2 separate regions of the Mus musculus genome follow, and region 1 is linked to region 2. The links are chromatin contacts, called in public Hi-C maps. All regions are on one chromosome and are shown on one strand. The core of a region is the stretch at or near the end of the contact, and the rest is flanking DNA. Distances in the headings are between cores, read along the strand shown. Region 1 holds the start of Svep1 (sushi, von Willebrand factor type A, EGF and pentraxin domain containing 1). Region 2 overlaps Svep1 (sushi, von Willebrand factor type A, EGF and pentraxin domain containing 1).

Region 1 (3,479 bases), core at 509-3,008, 130 kb after region 2:
AAGTCCACTGCCAGCCCACCCCCACCCCGACTTCCGCATGACAGCTCACAACTGCCTGTAACTGCAGTTCCAAGGGGAGCCAATACTGTCATGCCACAGGATACCATGAATTAATGTACATTTGATCATATTCAACAGCTGAAGAATGCAGGCTGCAAAACCGTAGGTTAGCAAGTTTGTTGAAATAACATATGAGTAACATACTGGACAACATTCAACTGTATATCCGCTGGAATTTTAAGGATAAAGAGATTATTCGGATTCCCCATTCTCTTTTGTTTCATTTATTCTACAAACATTGACTTGATGGGTTGCCTTAAATATTTCTCAGTATTCCAAATTATGACCTACTTTGTATTACTTTGTAGTTAGGAAAAAGACTCATTTTTATAAAAGTAATATAAATTACATTACTTCTGTCATATGCTAAGCATTTGTTTAGGAAGACCTGGAACATAAAGTCATGGTGGCCAATGGCTGTCATCCCCGCGCTTGGGAGGTGGAGGCAGGAGGATCATAACTCAGGGACACGCTCTGCTGTGTTGTAAGTCGGAGACCAGTCTTGGAAACACGAGAGAGCCTATCACAAACTAGTAAACAATTAAAGTCTGGAAGCAAAGTTACGAAGTCTATGTCATGAAAAAGAATTAGGACTGTCCTCAGCTCATTACATGTCCCATCTTCACAAATATTTGTTAACCATACCTGTTTCAGCTTGTATAAACAGTTTCCTCACAAACTTAAGTGAGCTTAAAGGTCCCTTCCTACTAGGGTCCCTCAAGGAACCCTTTAAGAAATGTGACACCTCCTTAAGCATTTAAAAACCCATTTCAGTCTGGACCTTCACTAGGGCAGCAGGAGAATGGTCATATTTGTGCTTCTTGGGACGCTGGCTCCCCTTGGACACCTTAAGCCTTGCAGGAGCTGAACCAGGCTAGAGAAGGGGTTGGCAGCGGTGGGCAGGAGGGGCCCCAGGCCGCTGGCCTGGGTGTGTGGGGGTCTTACCGCGGCTTGCTGGAAGGCGCCCTTGGTATAGGTGCCACCACCGCGGTAGGTGATGGCCGGGATCTCGCGGCTGAGTAGCGCGCACTTGTGTTGGTGCGCGCGGCTGGTGGAGATGTAATCCACGCGCGCCACCACGTTGTTCTTGGATGAGAAGGTGACGATGGCCACACGCGTGGCCGTGGACACCACGGGGAAGTCGGACAGCAGCTTGCGCACGAACTTGAGCTCGTTGAGGAAGTTGGTTTGGCCCACGCTGGACGACTCGTCCACCAGGAAGACGAGCTCCAGGCTGCCGCTGAGCTCCCGCAGTCGCCGCACGCGGCTCCGGAACGCGCGGCCCAGGCGCTCCACTTTGCTCCCTGCTGCCTCCTCCTCACTGGACGCGGGAGGTACCGCCAGTCTGCCCAGAGCCCCCGGAGAGGCCTCGGGGAACAGGCGGAAGCTGAAGTTGAGCGAAGGGGCCACGGGCTGGAAGTTGGTCCAGCCTGACACCAGTGCCAGAGCCCAGCAACAAAAGGCCAGGCGCGACCACATCCCGCTGGGGACCGAGCGGTGGCCCCGGGGAGTGCAAGGCGACAGTCCCCGAGCGCGCAGAGAGGCGCCAAGGTTCCCGGACTAAGCGGAGGGGACCCGGGGTAGCAACCGCGAACCTCAGCGTCCTTGCATGTGACACTGGGGACACGATCCAGACTCCTCTGGCAGCTCGGGGACTCGGGAGGGACTGGAGGGATGTGCTCCTCTGACTCTCGGCTATTTGGTTTCTCTCCTCCTCCTTCTCTCTCCCGAAGCCTATAAAATGTTTGAAGGAAGGGGGCAGTGAAGTCAGAGTCGCTTCCCTCCTTCTCTGTCTGTCCTCTCCTTCCTTTTCCCACTCCTCTCCCTATCTCTCCTCTATCTCTCTCCTCCCCCCTCTCTCTTGCCTGGGATCCAGCTAAAGACTCTTGGAGATTCCATGACACCAGAACCCCTCGCCTGTCATGCTGTCAACATTCCCTCACAAGCTCACTGATTGATCCCATATGTCTGGCAAGGAGCTGCGGAGGAATGCGCTGGAGATGGATGTGGATACCGAGAGTGCCACAGTAATTGGAAACACTGGAGAAGAAAACACACACGCGGGGCTGGCAGAGTTGAAAGCATGCTTTGAAAACTGCTTGCTCACCTTTTGGGGTTCATTCCACTCTTGGGGGGTGGGGTGGGGTGGGGATGCGTGTCTAAGCCTCCCAAAGTGGATATTTGCATAACTTTCCTGAAGGGTCTGTCTGGTGAGTGGTGCAGAATCCTGAGAACCTGTTCAGATCTCAGGCTGTTGAAGTGGGTGGGGCCCACCCGTGCGCATCACATACGCAGAGTTATCGTTCACCTTTCCCGCGGTTAATCATTCCTGTATTGTTCATTCTTTCCTCCACGTAGCAGCTTGCGATGCTCTATAGGTAACACGAGCAGGGGAAAACTGACATGGACCTGTCCTCTAGGAACCTGTAGCAGGTAAAAGTGATGTCACCATCAACTTGATATTCATACGTGAAACGAATATGTATGATTACACATGTTTATGTGTATCACATATGTATATATATATATGTATATATGTGTGTATGTATATATACATATATATATGTATACACACACACAAAATTACAACTGACCTTGCTTAAACAGAAGTTTGTCTTGCTTTCAAAGGCAAACTTGACTTTAGCCAAGGCCAGGCAAGCCTTCTATGAGGACAGAAGTTTATGCTAAATTTTGAACTATAAGTAGACACCCTGTGATATTAACACCCTCCTCTTTTTATTTGATGCAACAGATTAGATCGTCCTGGCATATATACCCTTTGGAATACCAGCTGCTACTTGGAGTGATTTTTCCAATTAAGACCTCAAAGCTGTGCACGCTGAAGCACATACTTATTACATGAAAGGCAGAGCCCTTGCCTAAAAGATTCCAGCTAGGAATCAGGAACTCTGCGTAGTTATGTAAACCCCCATCACCTCTGGGCTTTGGTCCAGTGTCTACTTTTATTTTGCCTTGGAATCAAATGACCCCAGAGTTCCGCTGCTCTCCAGCAGTGAGTGGTTTAACTCCAACTCTATTTAATCAACTACCTTCAACATGAGAGGTGTCAGAGCGTGCAGGCCCAAGTGGCAGGGCTCTTGGATCAATTTCCCTGAAATGAAACCCTGGCTGTGCTATTTATTGGCTGTGTCAGTTTGCTCATTTGGAAAATGGAGGAATAATAACATATCAAGGATTAAATCATTAAATAGTAAAACTCTTAGGGATGTGTTCAGAACACAGCATGTGCTCAATAAACGCTGGCCAGTCACATCACTTCCTTTATTCATAATGCTTTCCAAGTCCCATTTCCAGCACTGATCATCAAGAATGTACTTAGTTGAATGCAAAATACTAAAAACTGAAAAGTGAGATGGGACCCCATTCCCGTCCTCCCAGTCAGGTTACTCCAGAAGAAA
Region 2 (3,581 bases), core at 534-3,033:
TCTCGGGGACAATATTTAATACTTTTATTAAAAATCAGCCACACACCCTATGTCCTGGGGAAGTAGTCCATCTGCATCGAAAGGATGCCTTAGGACTCCAGCAATACACAGGAATCCTTCAGTAACGGGCAGACTCCTTTTCGATTCGAGGTTTCAGTAGTTGGATTCCCACACCTAGAGGAAGCTTACCAACCAGCATGGGCCCTGGGAGCTTTATGAGTGAGCTCCTGAGAACAGCATCCTGTCCCCTTCTAAAAGGGCAAAAGCCGCTCATTAAACAGCTGCGGGTTAATGAGAATAATAGAAAGCAGCAGTGATTAATCTTATTTCAATTCATAACAACTATTGAAGATCAAAGCTCTTGTCTTAATAGATCCAGTAATTCCCTTTAGAAGCTTCTACGTGAGAAGAATCAAAAGAGGAAAACTCGGTGAGGTTTTTATGATGTCATTAACCCTTCCACACCTCTGAGTTTTATACCAACAAATGTCAACCTAAGGATGAGAGAGAGAGAGAGAGAGAGAGAGAGAGAGACTGCCACCAGTCTATCTGGCCTGAAGCACCTGCTTCTAGCATTCAGGGTGTTGATAAAAATTTCAAAAGCTAAATGTGTGGGTGAAAGGTAAATTTGCGTTGGTGAGTTGGATGGAGCTGCTTGTTTCTTTCCTGTCCTGGCGCTGGTCATTCTACACTGGTCTCCTGAAGTTCTTGCTTCCTTGCTGTAAACTTGAGAATGTATCTTGCTCCCATGATTCAGGGAGAGGCTTCATCAAAGCTCACTGGCAGTATACAACTTTAAATCAATCAAACAACCCAGCAACCACAGTCCAGCATCCATCCCTATTGACAGTTGACAGAGTTAGGTGAAGGAGAGACAGTTTTCCTTAAGGGTGTGGTCCCCTGTAGGTGATCCATGCTCTAGGGAACAGTTCCATACTCATGAATGCATGGGCAGCGAAAATTGGACTCAGTGGGTGGTGAAAATCAAATCAAAGTAGAGGCCATGAAGTTGGGAGGAGGGCTTAGGGAGTAGGGATGGACCTGAGAGGACTTGTGGGGAAGAATGAACATGGTCAAATTACACCATATGCATGTGTGAAATTCTCAAAGAACTAATAAAATATTATATCATATTAAAATAGCAATAGTGAGACAACAGTAAGACTGCTTGCATGTTCATGTATGTTCAGGTGTGAGTGGCTTATACAGTATGGAGGGCAGAGGGACGGTAGACTTGAGATTCGAAAGGAGAAAAACTCTACTTTCATGAGTCTGAGAGCAGCTGCTGATGGAGAAGGAGACAGCAAGGCAGGCCGCACTACCTAGAAGTCATGACTTAGATACAATGTTGCTATTCTTAACAGAACAAGTTGCCAGGGGTGTGCTACACAAGCCCCAGGGAGGAGTTCTGGATGGAAAAGGAGACAGCAAGGCAATCCACATTACCTACAAGTCATGGCTTGGATACAATGATTCTATTCTTAATATAACAAGATGCTAGGGCTGTGCTCCGCAAGACTCCAGGAGGAAAATAGAAATGGCAAAGAGAGAAAGAGGACATGAACAGATTCCTGGTTCTGGCTACCACATAATCTGCAAATCTTCTCTATAATACTTGATAAAGTATAACAGAAATCAATTTAAGTGCATAGCTGGGCTAACCAGAAAGGAAATCTCCATGTCTTCAACATGAGACAGAAATTGAAGCCAGCAAAGCAAGCTTGCCAGTGAGTGCCCGGGTTGCCTTTGGACGAGACAAAGGAAGGAACCAGAGAGGAAAAGGAACACAGCCTCAGACTGAATTAGTAACAGAGTGTCTGGCAGGAATCCACATCCTGGAAGGAGGTTTGTTAACATGGCAAACTTGTAAAATCTCGTCCATCGCTGTGTTTGCAGAGATGCTGGGTAGAAAAATGAGGCAGCTGCTAACTACAGATCTGTACCTGATACAGGCTTCACGTTAGAATCCATACTACTCGAGTTGTATGCAAAACCTTTCAAACCAATAAATTAATGCAAAGGGGAGGGCCCTGGGGTAGCTGGTAGAAAAGAGTCCAGAGAGCCAGATCATGAGGGTTTGTTGTGGACACAGGAAGCCTTTTTTTTCTGTAAGGAGAGACTCTGAAATGGCAATACATACTTAGGTGTCTTAGGGTTACTATCACTGTGATGAAACACCACGACCAAAACCAAGTTGTGGAGGAAAGGGTTTATTGGGATTACATTTCTGTATCACTGTTCATCATCCAGAGGAAGTCAGGAAAGGAACTTAAGCAGGGCAGGGACCTGTGACCAGGAGCTGATGCAGAGGTGATGGAGGAGTGCTGCTTACTGGCTTGCTCCTCAGGGCTTGTCCAGTCTGCTTTCTTATAGAACCCAGGACCACCAGCCCAGGGGTGGCACCACCCACAATGAACTGGGACCTCCTTAATCAATCACCAAATAAGAAAACACCTTATAGGCTGTCTATAGCCTGATCTTGTGAAGGTATTTTCTCAATTGAGGCTCCCTCCTCTCTGCTGATTCAAACGTGTGTCAGGTTGACGTAGAACTAGCCAGGACAACAGGCATGTTTCCACCGTGAAAGGTTCAGCACAGACAAGGCACTTGCAAGAGTAGAGCTCTGATAAATGAGATACTGGAAGAAAACTGTTAGCCTGCTGGTTTTAATAAGCAGCTATGGTTGGAGCTTAGAGTGGGATGCTAGGGATCAGACACCAGAAAGAGCAGAGGGAAGGCTGATTAGAGGGCACTAGGTTAAAGGGACACAGGAGTAGAAGTTGAGACTGCAGGTAACAGCTGTGCACATGTCAATAAGCTACAGGAAATAATTTTGGAAGAAACTGCAAATATATGAGTAGGTAGGCACATTTAACCTAGTGGAAAAATGGCACTGTGTACACATGTATGGACATATTAGGTGATATCCCATTAATGAGTATAAGTTCTAGAAGTTCATGTGTCAGTTTTAAAAGTATCATTAAAAAAAAAAATTAAAACAGTTACATCGTTTACTCCCCCTCTCTTTCCTCCTTCTGGTCATTCCAACGTCTCCCTGCCTTGTTTTCTCTCAGATTGGTGGCCCCCTGTTACATGTTTATGCACAAATATGCAAACACAACCTGCTGAGCCCATTATGTGTTGATTGCATGTAAGATTTCAGGGAGGATCACTTGGTGTTGGATGACCAATGAGGGGGCTCACCCCTTGGTAAGACTAATTCTCCCTCATTCAGAATTCTTTAGCTGCTTGCAGTTCTTTGTCTGGGGGTGGACCCTGTGAGAATTCTAGCTTTCTGCTTTAGCGCGAGTAATGGTATTGTTTTTGTTCGGCCACATTGTTGAAGTATTATGGGTGCAGTTTCCTGTCATCTCTAGGAGACTTACTATCACAACCAGCTCCCTAATCTGCTTGCTGGCTCTTACAATCTTCCCACGCTCGCTTCATTTGTGCGTTTTAAACAATTAGATTTGGAATTCCAGGTAACTGTTTATGATTGGACGCTTCACCTCTTCTTGACTGAAGGTGTTGTCGCCACCTGCTGGCAGTCACATGTAAGTTACACCTCTTATCTGGGCCAG

The links. A called contact is a pair of places that touch in the nucleus more often than the background predicts.
Region 1: a Hi-C map of neural progenitor cells shows a contact between it and region 2, with 5 times the contacts expected there. The contact joins the promoter of Svep1 here to the enhancer-like site in region 2. A contact is called at or near these places in 13 of 39 promoter capture datasets (the 3T3-L1 cell line, 3T3-L1-derived adipocytes, the HPC-7 cell line and 9 more), 46 of 484 Hi-C or Micro-C datasets (B cells, DN2 thymocytes, the HL-1 cell line and 30 more), 14 of 115 datasets of contacts at active chromatin or transcription factors (T-cell acute lymphoblastic leukemia, astrocytes, bone marrow-derived dendritic cells and 8 more) and 1 of 9 other capture datasets (embryonic stem cells).

The regions. Positions count from the first base shown.
Region 1 is chr4:58,204,838-58,208,316 of GRCm38.p6, forward strand. It overlaps Svep1 (sushi, von Willebrand factor type A, EGF and pentraxin domain containing 1), which reads right to left and starts at 1,759. Exons shown (of 48, transcript NM_022814.2): 1 at 1,006-1,759. The coding sequence starts at 1,539.
Region 2 is chr4:58,076,363-58,079,943 of GRCm38.p6, forward strand. All of the region lies in intron 36 of Svep1 (sushi, von Willebrand factor type A, EGF and pentraxin domain containing 1), which reads right to left. Among named protein-coding and RNA genes, the nearest start is that of Gm35402, 44 kb to the left of the region's middle. Within about 2 kb of position 1,784, at least 13 of the 459 cell types and tissues checked have an H3K27ac peak or open chromatin away from gene starts, as enhancers often do. A contact at or near this core is called in cortical neurons, neural progenitor cells, neural stem cells and 2 more, where this site is marked.